Linked DNA regions of Capra hircus: region 1 is linked to region 2. Evidence: chromatin contacts called from public Hi-C data. All regions are on one chromosome and are shown on one strand. The core of a region is the stretch at or near the end of the contact, and the rest is flanking DNA. Distances in the headings are between cores, read along the strand shown.

Region 1 (6,182 bases), core at 1,220-3,719, 86 kb before region 2:
GCATGTGGGATCTTAGTTCCCTGACCAGGAATCGAGACCGCGTCCCGTGCGTTAGAAAGTGGATTCTTAACCACTGGAACGCCAGGGAAGTCCCTGAGGATCTGGTTTAATCCCTGCATACAGGCAGGAGAAACCAACCTTTCCTGAGAAATGCCTGGGACACTGCAGGCTTCTAGCGGCCGGAGTTTCTGGTTGATTAACTCACCCACTGCTTGCTCATGGCTGAATGAAGAATGTTCAACAGTATTAATAATGGACAATGAGGATGAGGACAATGATGACAAAAATAATGTTAGAGAAGAGTACATGTGTCCCATTTTGGCCCCAAGCCCGTGGGACTTTAATCCTTCCTTCTTCCCCATTGGCACGTCTCTTACACGCGCAGGATAATAGAAAACAGGAGCAGAAGTTTGGGAAACGTTTCAGAATCATTCACACAGGCCTCTGACTCCAAGCAGGACTTGACTAACTCATCCAGGAAGAGTCATCATTGCAGCTAGTGGGTGAATGCAGGAGTCTGTGAGTGGGGCAGGGCCTCTTGGACCCTTCTTCCCCTTCCCAAGTGTGAAAGTGAAAGTGTGAGTTGCTAGTGCTGTGCTGTGCTGTGCTTAGTCCCTCAGTTGTGTCCAACTCTTTGCGACCCCATGGACTGTAGTCCACCAGGCTCCTCTGTCCATGGGATTCTCCAGGCAAGAATACTGGAGTGGGTAACCATTCCCTTCTCCAGGGCATCTTTCTGACCCAGGAATCAAACCCAGATCTCCCACATTGCAGGCAAATTCTTTACTGTCTGAGCCACCAGAGACACATAAGTGAAGGGAAAGTCCCCAACTCAGACTCTACAGGACTGTGATAACACCAAGGACCACGTTCCCTGCTCATCGCCCTACCAGATTTGTGACAATTAAGAACTGGCAGAGATCTCAGAGATAGCCTAGTCTAGCCTTCTCATTGTACAGATGAGAACACAGAGGCCCAGAGAAGAGAGATGACTTACCTGGGGCCACACAGCAGAGCTGGGACTCAAACTCCTATCTCCTTTTTAAAAAATATTTAGTTTTGTTTATTTATTTTTTTGGCTTTGCCAGTCTTAGTTGCGGCCTGCAAGATCTCCAGTCTTCATTTCAGCATGCAAGATCTAGTTCCCTGAGCTGGGGTGGAACCCAGGGCCCTGCATTGAGAGCAAGGAGTCTTAGCCACTGGACCTCCAGGGGAGTCCCCCATCTCCTTTCACTATGCTGTGAAAACCAGACAGAGAAAGGCAATGGAGGAAGCTATTCAGGGAAGCTATTATATTAGGTGCCCCTTCTTGCAGAAATCCACATAATCCATAATTCCTGCCTCTCTGGCTCCATAGCAGGCAAGAAACAGCTTTGCACAGAGGAGCAGCTGTGCTCATGCAAGTGGCCATGATGCCACGTCAGTGTGTTTCCAGAACAACGAGCCTTTCCCCTGTGCTCAGCTACCTAGAAAAGAGTCTAAAGGGGTAAACGACCCTCCAGCCCCCAGGCAAATTCCTGATGAGAACCTGATCCAGCTTTTAGCTCCCAAAGATCTCTCTGAGTGTCTACTTGGAATAAGCTGTCCCAGCAATGTTTACAGACAATTAGAGACAATTAAAGGATTAAGTGGGAAACCTTGGGTTGATGTAGGCCACACATTCACGCACTCATTCAACAAGCTTCTAAGAGTGTCTACTCTGAGAGGATTCAGCAAGGAAGAAGAGTGGGTCTTTGAGCTTAGTATACCCTCAGTCTAGTAGATGAGACAGAAAAAAGGAGGGGCTTTAATCGCTACAATGCAAGACATTTAGGGGCTTCCTTGGTAGCTCAGTGGTGAAGAATCCACCTGCCAATGCAGGAGACTCGGGTTCGATCCCTGGGTGGGGAAGATACCCTGGAGAAATAAATGGCAACCCACTCCAGTATTCTTGCCTGGGAAATCCCATGGGCAAAGGAGCCTGGTGGGCTACAGTCCATGGGGTCACAAAGAGTCAGACATGGCTTAGCGACTAAACAACAACAAAGACATTTGGGAAGCACACAGAAGGTGAGGAGTCAGGCAGCTTTGCAGAGGAGCCGTCAGACCCTGGGAACTCAGGAGCCATCTCAAAGCCCATCCTGGCCAATGCGTCTGATCCATCTGCTGTCAGGTTTCTCTTTGCCCTTCGTCCCTCCCTGACCCCAGAGCTCAGACATTCTGTTTTTCATGAGAATGTAGACCCTCACTAACCCCTAGCTCCAGCCTCTGGCTTCAGATTTTCCTTTTCCATCATTTTCCCCATTTGGGACCCCAACCAAGCCCACACCCTACTGATGGACGGGTAGACTCGGTGTGGAGATTGCGGGGAGGGGCCCCACCAGACTTACCCCGACAGATGTGCTCTGTCCCCCGCACAGCTGTCCGGCCAGCCCATCTGCACTCACTTCCTGCCTCCCAGCTCCAGCCCCTCACACCTCCCACGCAGGGGTGGGGAAGTCTGGTCCAAACGCCAGTATCGAGCCCCACCACCCTCCCACCCACCAGCACACCAAAGCCAGTAGGCCAGGAGCCTGGCTCCCACCCTCTGCCCTCCTCCACAAGGAGTAGTGGCCTGGGAAGGACTTTGGCAAGGTGGCCTCTCTGAGGGGCTCTGCCTCAGGGTTCAACCTAAGGCACTAGGCAGCTGCGGGAGCCCCCCAGCTTCTCCAGTGCTCCCAAAACCGACTGTCCTCATGAAACTCACTACAGTGTCACTGATCTGATTTCATTATTTGGTCAAAACTAAGGAGTCTGCTTCTCTCTGGCTAGGTGTCTCCAAGAGAAGGAGAAACTATTTTCAAAACAAGTTTGATGTGAAAAGATGTCCCAGCTAAAAGTCTGCCCTGATGCCCTTTACAGTGCTGATTCATTGTTGAAGTCCATGCAGTGACCCTAGTTTTGATGCTGGGAGGTGGGAGGAAATGGGAAATCTCTCGAGGAAGTGACTTCTCTGGAAATCTGTGTGTTCCTGGGATGCTATCAGTTGCCTCCTGATCGCTGAACAGGGCACATACGTTCTCTGGGATGACAGGGATGGTTCAGGCAGCTCTGCAGCTCCCATGAGCTGAAAATTATTTAAGGACAGGAACTGCAGCCCTGTAGCCCCAGCCCTAACTCCATCCATGGTAGGCACTCACTAACAGTGTGCTGAACCAGGCTACCAGGCTATTCTCTGGCCACCTGCCTCTTGCATCACACAGGCAAGTGGGGAATCTGATTAACCCTCATGGTTTGCTCTTAGGAAACTCAAATTGGGCAATACCATATGTCTCCATGACAGAGAATGGGGACAGGAGAGTACTGGAGTAATGAGAAATTTGACTGTAAAATTAACAGATATCTTCTGCTCAACCCAGACTCTTTTCTTTAATACTATGTCCCAGTGCATTGGGAGTGAGGGAGAAAGATGATAAATTGTTCCCTTTTCCTAGAAACAAAAGATGTCTTACAAGTGTGTGCAAACCCCAGGATCCTGTATCTCTTGAATGGGATTACCTGGGTAGGAACGGGTTTCTCCAGGCAGAAATGAGCCCCTAGAACAAGGGCTGGTGCCAAGAACAAAAGCTAAGGGTTAACCCAACCTTTCTAGGTGCAAGAAGGGGTTTTCTTCTTGACCGCCATTTTTGAATGAGGGGAAATTCCAATTTTCTCCACTGTTCCCACCACAATCACAGACACACCCAGCCTTTGTATATGACTTTAAGTGAGGGGCATTGCTAGCCTTCCTGCCCAGCTGGAAACCCATTAATGTGGACATCCATTCAAGTTTTTCAAACTGCTCACTCTCACAGCCTCAGATGTGACCAGACAACTGTGGAGTTCTGTTATTTTATTTTCAAAGTGTTTTGCTAAGTATCTAAGAAAGAACCTCTCTTTCGCAAAGACATCCATGTCACCGTTTTTCCACTTTACAAATCTGGCCGCCGTAACCATGGCAGAGTCCCTGAAAATTCAGGTCCCAGCCTGAAAACTCGGATCATCTGATAAGTTTGAGCCTCTTGTAACAGAAAGAGAAGGTGGATGAGAGATGGCTGATGACAAGAGGGATGAATGACAGCTGGGCAGGAAGGCAGGCTGATAAGCCCACAGCAGGCAAGGAGCCCCGTCCCCACCCAGGGCCTTTGAGGCAGGCTGCTTGGCAAAAGGAGACACTCCTTTGTTTTAGGAATGGTTAATTTATGCCCCTGTGGTTTCAAACAAGAGCAACCCAAAGTTTTCTTTAAATACACACACACACATACACGCTCCCCTTCCCTCTCCTCCTACTCTCCTCCTCTTCCAAGGCGAGGCTCCTCTCCCCTAGCCCAATGATATGGGGCCTCTTTCCTTAAGAGAAAGGGACAAACCATATTCACCAGTTCACCCAGATTATTCCACTAGTTCATGGCAGTAGAGAAGCCCTAAGACCACACAGAGGTTCCTGAGTATCAGACCCAAGTTCTCCAAGGCAACAGGATGAGGGAAGGAAGGGAAAGAGCTTCATTCTGACCACCTGCAAGGGTGGAAAACAGTCTTGCGGGCCCTCAGAGACCCCCAGATTTTACAACATAACAGCCTCTGTAGGCCTCTGAATCGAGGACCCTAACGTTTGCTCTCCTAATCTAGGGACCTCCGTTTAAGGTAGCCACCCTCACCCACCCTAACCCCATCTAGAAGCAGGAGGCTCAGCCTTGGAGCCCCTGCAGCATGGATTCCCTGGACCAGATTTCACAACCCAGCGCTGAATTTTACTACAAGTTTCAGACAAAGAAGGTGTGTCAGAGCCGAGAGCATGCTTCTGCCCGCTGCGTGGGCGTCAAGTTCAATACCTTCTTGTCAACACTTGAATGTGTTGAACATCACTCACAAGGGCATTCTTTAAGAAACCTATTAACTTAATTACCGAGGCGGGTTTTTTTTTTCCCCCTCTCTTCCCCTATCCATGCATCTCATATAAAACTTTGGCTTTCTTCCTCTCTGAGATACTTTTGATGTTACTCCTCTCCCCTTGGCACAATACCATCTTGTTTATTTCTCTAACAGTTAGTCAGGGTGGCTGCACTGGTTAGTCTGATTCCTTGGCTCAGGTCTTAGCGCTGTAGGGAGCTGCGAGAGAGCAAAGTGTGACTCCAGTGATGGAGGAGAAGGTTGTCTGGCATCGTCCTCTCACTGCCTGATTGCAGTGGGAATCCAGAGGAAGAGGGCAGTGAAGGTATAAACCAGTTTCTACAGCATGTGCCTGCAAATGCAGGAGATGCAGGTTTGATCCCTGAGTAGGGAAGACCCCTTGGAGGAGGAAATGGCAACCCACTCCAGTATTCTTACCTGGAAAATCACATGGACAGAGGAGCCTGGCAGGCTACAGTCCATGGGGTCTAAAGAGTCAGGCACAACTTAGCGATTAAACAACAACAAAGGGTGTGCCCCCTCCTTCTCCTAGAAGAGGAGAGAAAGGATGTACCCAGAGATGCAGATCAATCAACAGGCAATTAGTAAACACTAGACATGTGCCTGGAACCATCCACTTAGATCTTAAAAGAAGAGAAAACTCTGCCCAGATCAGTTTCTCCAAATCCCAACCCCATGCACATCTCAGTCCCTGGGAAATGAAAGAGTTAATTTGGTAAAAGTCATCTCACACTAGAAGTCAGGAAAACTAGGTTCCAGAGCCACGCTGCCTATAAGCGGTCCCCTTGATACCAGGACCCTGAACTGGTTCCTCTAGGAAAGGGAGAGAGTAGACCTCAATAAGGGGTCTCTGGACTCTCTTCAGATCTCATCAGCCATGGCTCATCTGAGCTCCCATAGGCTGTTGGCAGCTGCCCACCCACTCGGGGAATCCGCTCAAAGAGAAGGAGAGGTGATGTCCAGATAAGGAGGCAAATGGCAACCATCTCAGGGAGTTGATCCATGTGCTCTGTTTGGTGGCCAGGCCCTGGACAATGACTTGCCTCTCAGGGAGGGAGGAGATGAGGAGGGGCAGGGGCTGGAAAGGGAATAACTTTCCACTCTAGCAGGGTCGGTGGAGGTCATGAGCCCAGGAAGGCAACTGTGCTCCTAGGGCTGACATCACATAGAGGGGACCTCTTGCCCACCAATCTAAAGCCAGAAAACTACACAGAGGCCCAAGAGACATGCCTGGAAGGTGCCAGCCAGCCAGACCTCAGGCTCCCATTCATTGT
Region 2 (5,750 bases), core at 2,613-5,112:
ACGAGAAGTCAGGTGGTGAAGCTAGTTCTGCTGCTGCTTCATTCGTGCTCATGCTCATTCGCAACCAACTCGGTGACTCCACGGACTGTAGCCCACCAGGCTCCTCTGTCCATGGGATTTTCCAGGCAAGAATCCTGGAATGGGTTGCCATTTCCTCCTCCAGGGGAATCTTCCAGACCCAGAGAGCAAACCTGCATCTCCTGCATTTGCAAGTGGATTCTTTACCACTGAGCCACCAGGAAACCCCTTAAGCTGCTCTCCTTCTGCTTTGTTCCTGCTACCTGAACACTCAGGCTTCTGGGGAGAATGGAGTAGCCACCTGGCTTGAAACCAGAAGCATCTATTGATAGTTCTACCCAAAACCAGTCCACTCTCTGCTTCCACCTAGAAACTGAATTTGTTCATATTCTAGTCCATCCCCCACCCTGAAGGGCCAGGGTCAACCTATATCATGCTGGTTGCATGCATGTGTGCTAAGTCACTTCCGTTGTGTCCAACTCTGTGGGATCTTATGGCCCGTAGCTGCCAGGCTCCTCTGTCCATGGGATTCTCCAGGCAAGAACACTGGAGCGGGCTGGTTATAGAAGAGCAAGACAAGCTCCCAGCCCTGGGTCTGGAGCCCCTACAGCTGAGTTTCCCCCAACAGTGGGAGGTGTTTGTCCTTCCTTGTGCTCAGTTCCCCATGGATTAATGCCACATGGTATGCCATGCTCATGGAGGGAAGCTCGTGAGTTCATGGGATAGCAGGATGCCTGCCTGAGACCAGCATCCACCCTCAGCCCAGCACGCCTCAAGCTGAGCCAATGAGCCACAGTAGGCAGATGGAGCTCTGCTCAGAGCAGACACTCTCCTTACAGACTCCTGGGAGGCCAGCACTTTTCCCAGTAAGGGTGCAGGCTACATGAAAGTTTTGGGGTCAAAGGTAAGCAGTACAGCCCCAGGGGGGCCTCAGGTTGAATCCTATCATTCCAGAAGGTGCGTGTTTGACTTCATTTCCAGACATTGATGATTCCTCAGACCTGCTCACTTCTCTGGGCTTGCCTCTTCCTCCCTGCTCAAGCCCCATCTCATATGCCTCTCCTATTATTCTGTTTCCTGGGGGCCTCTGGAGTCAATAGTTGACTTGGAACCTCAAAATACTAGTGACTTTGGTGATGAGATCCATCCACTCATCTCAAAGAAGGAATCAAGGCCCAGAAAAGAGCTGTGACTTGTCTGAGGTCATCTTGGGGTCAAAGAACCAGAGCCCAGGACTCCTCCAGATTCTTAATCCGGAACTCATCATTCTTGCCCTGCAGGATGTGGTTTCCATCCCACAGCCCTGAAACAGACTTCCCCTGGGATATGGTGGTTGCCTAGGCTAATACTTGGAAGTTCTTTAGCACTGTGGGGCAATAACCAGGGCAGACAGAGTTTGGGGAAATGAGGAAGCAGGTGGGGGAGCCATCCACAGGTGCTGAAATTCCAGGAGGCTCATAAGCACATCACCCTCCGTCCATCCTGGGTGAAGCAGCAAGGACTGTCCCTCCATTTGTCCACTCTGCCCTCACTGCCCTTTGGTGACTTCTCTTCCTCTTCTCTGCTCTTCAGTGCTGTCCTGCTGCTCACTTTGGCCTGTCTCCTGAGGAGCAACATGGTGATGGAACCAATCTGTGTGATGTGCTTGGGGGCCCACCCTTCACTGGAAAACCTCTGTTGAGTCACATACCCTCAAGAATGGAAACAGAAAATAAAAATGAGAGACTACTCCCTGTGGATGATCTTATGAGCTCCCCTGCTTCCCCTGGTCAAGCCCTCCTCCCTACCCTGGGAGGTCAGAATAAATCAAACATTCCTGGGGCGGGGGGCGGTGTGGATGGGAGAGAGGCTCCAGAGGGAGAAGATACATGTATACTTATAGCTGATTCACAATGATGTATGGCAGAAACCAACACAACTTAGGAGACATAAGAGACTCAGGTTTGACCCCTGAATTGTGAATATTTCTGGAGAAGGGAATGGCAACCCACTCCAGTTCTTACCTGGAGAATCCTGTGGACAGAGGAACCTGGCAGGCTACAGTCCATCGGGTCACAGAGAGTCGGACATGACTGAAGTGACTTACCACTTAGCACGATTCATGATATACAGCAGAAAACAACACAATGTTGTAAAGCAATTATCCTCCAATTAAAAAAAAATTAAGTCTTTAAAAAAATCATACATTTCCTTGCTCTAGTTCAGGGGTATCCAACCCCCATTAGGGGGGCCACTAATGGACCACTCAGCAGAAGGTGAGCAGCAGGGAGCAAGCAAAGATTCACGTGCGACTCCCCATCACTCACATTAACACTGGAACCATCTGCCCCACCCTACCCCCAGCCATCATCATGGAAAAATTGTCTTCCACAAAACCAGGCCCTGGTGCCAAAAAGATTGGGGACCGCTGTTCTAGTTTACAGGCTTAACTACTCTCCAAGCAGCCCCAGTAACGTTGAAGCCTATGTGAAGGAGGAGAATACCTAGAGGGAAGGCCCTTGGGGCCCCAGCAGTAACCTGTAGCCTCACTGCCTGCTGCTCTCTGTTCTAAGGCAGGGAGTTTCTGGGGGGTAAGGAGACCAGCTTGGCCCAGGACCCCAGGTAACTTAGCAGGAACTAAGGCCCTGAATCTGACTTTGGAAGACCCAAGGCAAATGAGTTGCTTGCCTGAAACTCAGTCCTCTTCTCAGCCAGGATAGGTTCCCACTGCCCGCACCTTCACCAAGCCTCCCTTCGGTCTCACCCAGCCAGCCTGATTTGCCGTCAGGATGTGGCTTACACATTGGCTTCTCCCAGAAGCCTTCACTAAAAACCCATGTGCAGTTTACGGGGGCCCCTTATAGGCTGCCACAATGCCTTGTTCTTTCCCATTATACACAATTATTTAGTTGCCTAACTACCTCTCCCTACAGGGGCGTCCCTGGTGGCTCAAATGGTCAAGAATCTGCCTGCAAAGTGGGAGACCCAGGTTTTATCCCTGGATCAGGAAGATTCCCCTGGAGAAGGGAATGGCTATCCACCCCAGTATTCTTGCTTGGAGAATTCCATGGACAGAGGAGCCTGGCAAACACTTATAACTGCCTAACTGCCAGGTAAGTAGCTCTAGGAGAGCGTAAACACGGGAACTATACTGTTTTTCCATGGTTGTATTCTTGAAGTTAGAGCAGTGCCTGGCACACAGTAGGAGCCCAGTGAATATTTGTTAGCTGAATGAGTAGAAAGAATGGGACCATTCACATCATTTGGGTTCTATAGTGGCGAGCACAGATGGAAGACTGGGAACAACACTTACTCTTCTTCTTCTTCTGTTGAATAAATCCACAGAACATTCCAACCTGAAAAGCACCTATTCTATTTCTATTCACAGTCCTGTGCCATCTTGGAGGAGCAGAAAGATCCATTTATTTCTTTGTTTGTAACAGGTAACTATGTATCCAGTAGAAAATTGAAAAGATAAAGAAGTCCATACAGTAAATATAAGTTTCCATCCATCACACTCCCTCCTTCATCCTCCTCCTCTCCCCCTCCCTACCCCAATCCCCAGACAATTAGTTACTGCTACCGTCCCTGGATGAGAAATCTCTTTACAGACTGAAAAACTAAGGCAATCGGCGGTTAAGCAACACGTGTAGTCTGTGGAAGATAATTTTACCAAGCCAGTGTTTAAGGAACAAAACGCACCCAGGGGTCCTCAAGCCCCCGCCACAGCCTGAGTCCTCTGGAGCCCCTAAGCCAACGCTTGAGGGTCGCGGGCCAGGGCAACACCTCGGAAGCAGGCGGCAGCGGAAGGGTTAACGCGCCGCGCGCCCCCACCCCCGCCCCCCGAACGCCTCTTCCGGGCAGAGGGGGCGGGGCTAACGTCACTTCCTGGAGACTGGTTGAATCCGGAAGCGATCTCCCAGGGCTGAGTTGCAGCTGAGGACCCCGGTGGCAGGGCAGGGTTCGGGATCATGAGTTGGTGAGTGAGGCCAGACGGCGGGAACAGCTGGAGCCCCCAGCCCGCAATGCTCTTTGCCCTGCGTCCGTCCGAGTTGTGTCCCTTGGTCCCTGCTGCTCGCGGACCCTTCACCCCGGAGCAGGGCCCGACTGGCCCGGGATCTAGGGTCGTTCAAAGGGCTTTGCTCAGGTGCTTGCCGGGAGGCTTCATCTCTCTGCAGGCCTCACCGGGAGGTGAGGCGTGGGATCCCTTTAGCGTCGGATCTTGGCGTTTGTTTTCTGACTTTGTTCCAAGGAGCCGGTCCCGTCCGTCTTCTCTCGACAACGTGAAGGGAGGGACTCTCCTGTTACCTTCTTTTCTAGATATCCGTTGAGAAATATCTCCTTTTCTCCCTTCGTGAGCGTCTCTCCACCGCTGCCAGGTGGTCCTCACTCTGACAATCTGAGCCCAGTTCACGAATCTAAACCCCTTGCTTTCAGAAGAGTAACCTTTGCCCCACTTAGTCTTCAAGAGACAAACTGTGCTTCTTTTTTTGGAAGATGCCAGAATTACACAGCACCCTGTCAGTACAGTATCAGACTAGTTTTCATCGTTTCCAGGGCCATTATCCCCTCATTGCTTTCCCTGTTAGCATAAGTAAGTGTAAATGTTATGGGAAGGATCAAGCCAAGAGAAGAGAAGGGAGGGAGTCTCAGAGTAGAGTCACAACTGAAGAGCTGGCCGGTGCGTTGCTATGAAACTGTCTGATGATAAACACTTGATATCGTTCAATGGTTGATTTCTTTTGTAAAACTCAATTTGCTTGAAGGACCTTACCCTTGGGCCCAAGAGCCTACGTATTCACAACTCCAAACCCCAGGGCATCCAACCAACACAATAGGTGTTGAATAGGTCTGAATGCGCTGCTCCTCCCCTCCCCCACCGCCCCCCCCCCCCAGAGGTACGGGATGAATCAATCCTTTTGGAATCCAGGTTCTGTTAGTATAGGTATCATCTTCGCCACTGTCTTCTCAGAGTCTAGTCTGTTTCTTTACCAAAAGTACACGAGGATAGTGAGTTATGAATGAACAAAGATGGTAGAATATTCTTCAGGAAGGCTCTTGCAGGCTCGCATTTGGCCATCTGTGGAAACTAAGTTCTGGCCACAAGCAGCTGATGTCATTCAGTGTAAAGGACAGCTCTGTAGTGTAAAAGTAAGCCATTTCTACCTACCCCCCTTGCTTGTTAGACGAAGATTGACAAATATAAGACAATCAGCGCCAGCACGTGGAGGGCAGCCCGGAGCAATCCCCTAACAAGCCCCAGCAGGAGCTGCTCCTTTTCCCTTCACCTTTGCTCCAGGAGGCCGATAGGGGGCTGGAGCCTTAAAAAGCTGATTTTTCCATCTTGTTATAACCTAATCAGTGACGGGCAAAGTGGCAATCCTTCAGTTCCACTTCCTAGAGGAATTGCTTCCTTAAAGGGTCAACCAGGGTCCCCTTTGTGAGATGGATGTCTTCTTACCTGCTGCATCTTGAATCTTTGGAGTTCTCTTGCCTAATTTCCTCAAAGTGAAAAGCAGACAGTACAAGTGCTTTACATTGCTTAGACTGGCATTTACAATTCTTAAGAGTGAATCGATCTTTTTTTCACAAATCAGGGGAGGAGCAGAGCAGAGACCACTGAAGCCAAAGGATTCTCTAGGTGACCTGAGATGCACTGTTTCCACCTGTCTCACAGAAACCTTTTTTTTCCTGAAAAAACTAGTAGCTTATTTCCTAAAGCCTTTCAGGCTGGAGAGAATTGAAATTGTCCA

The links. Hi-C and Micro-C count contacts between places; a contact is called where the count stands out from the background.
Region 1: a contact with region 2 is called in a Hi-C map of blood, with 5 times the contacts expected there. The contact joins the enhancer-like site here to the promoter of BIN3 in region 2. A contact is called at or near these places in 3 of 5 Hi-C or Micro-C datasets (all in blood).

Annotation. Positions count from the first base shown.
Region 1 is chr8:69,703,093-69,709,274 of ARS1.2, reverse strand. All of the region lies in intron 4 of PEBP4 (phosphatidylethanolamine-binding protein 4), which reads left to right. Among named protein-coding and RNA genes, the nearest start is that of EGR3, 59 kb to the right of the region's middle. Within about 2 kb of position 2,469, at least 1 of the 5 cell types and tissues checked has an H3K27ac peak or open chromatin away from gene starts, as enhancers often do.
Region 2 is chr8:69,619,167-69,624,916 of ARS1.2, reverse strand. It overlaps BIN3 (bridging integrator 3), which reads left to right and starts at 3,862. Exons shown (of 8, transcript XM_018052318.1): 1 at 3,862-3,976.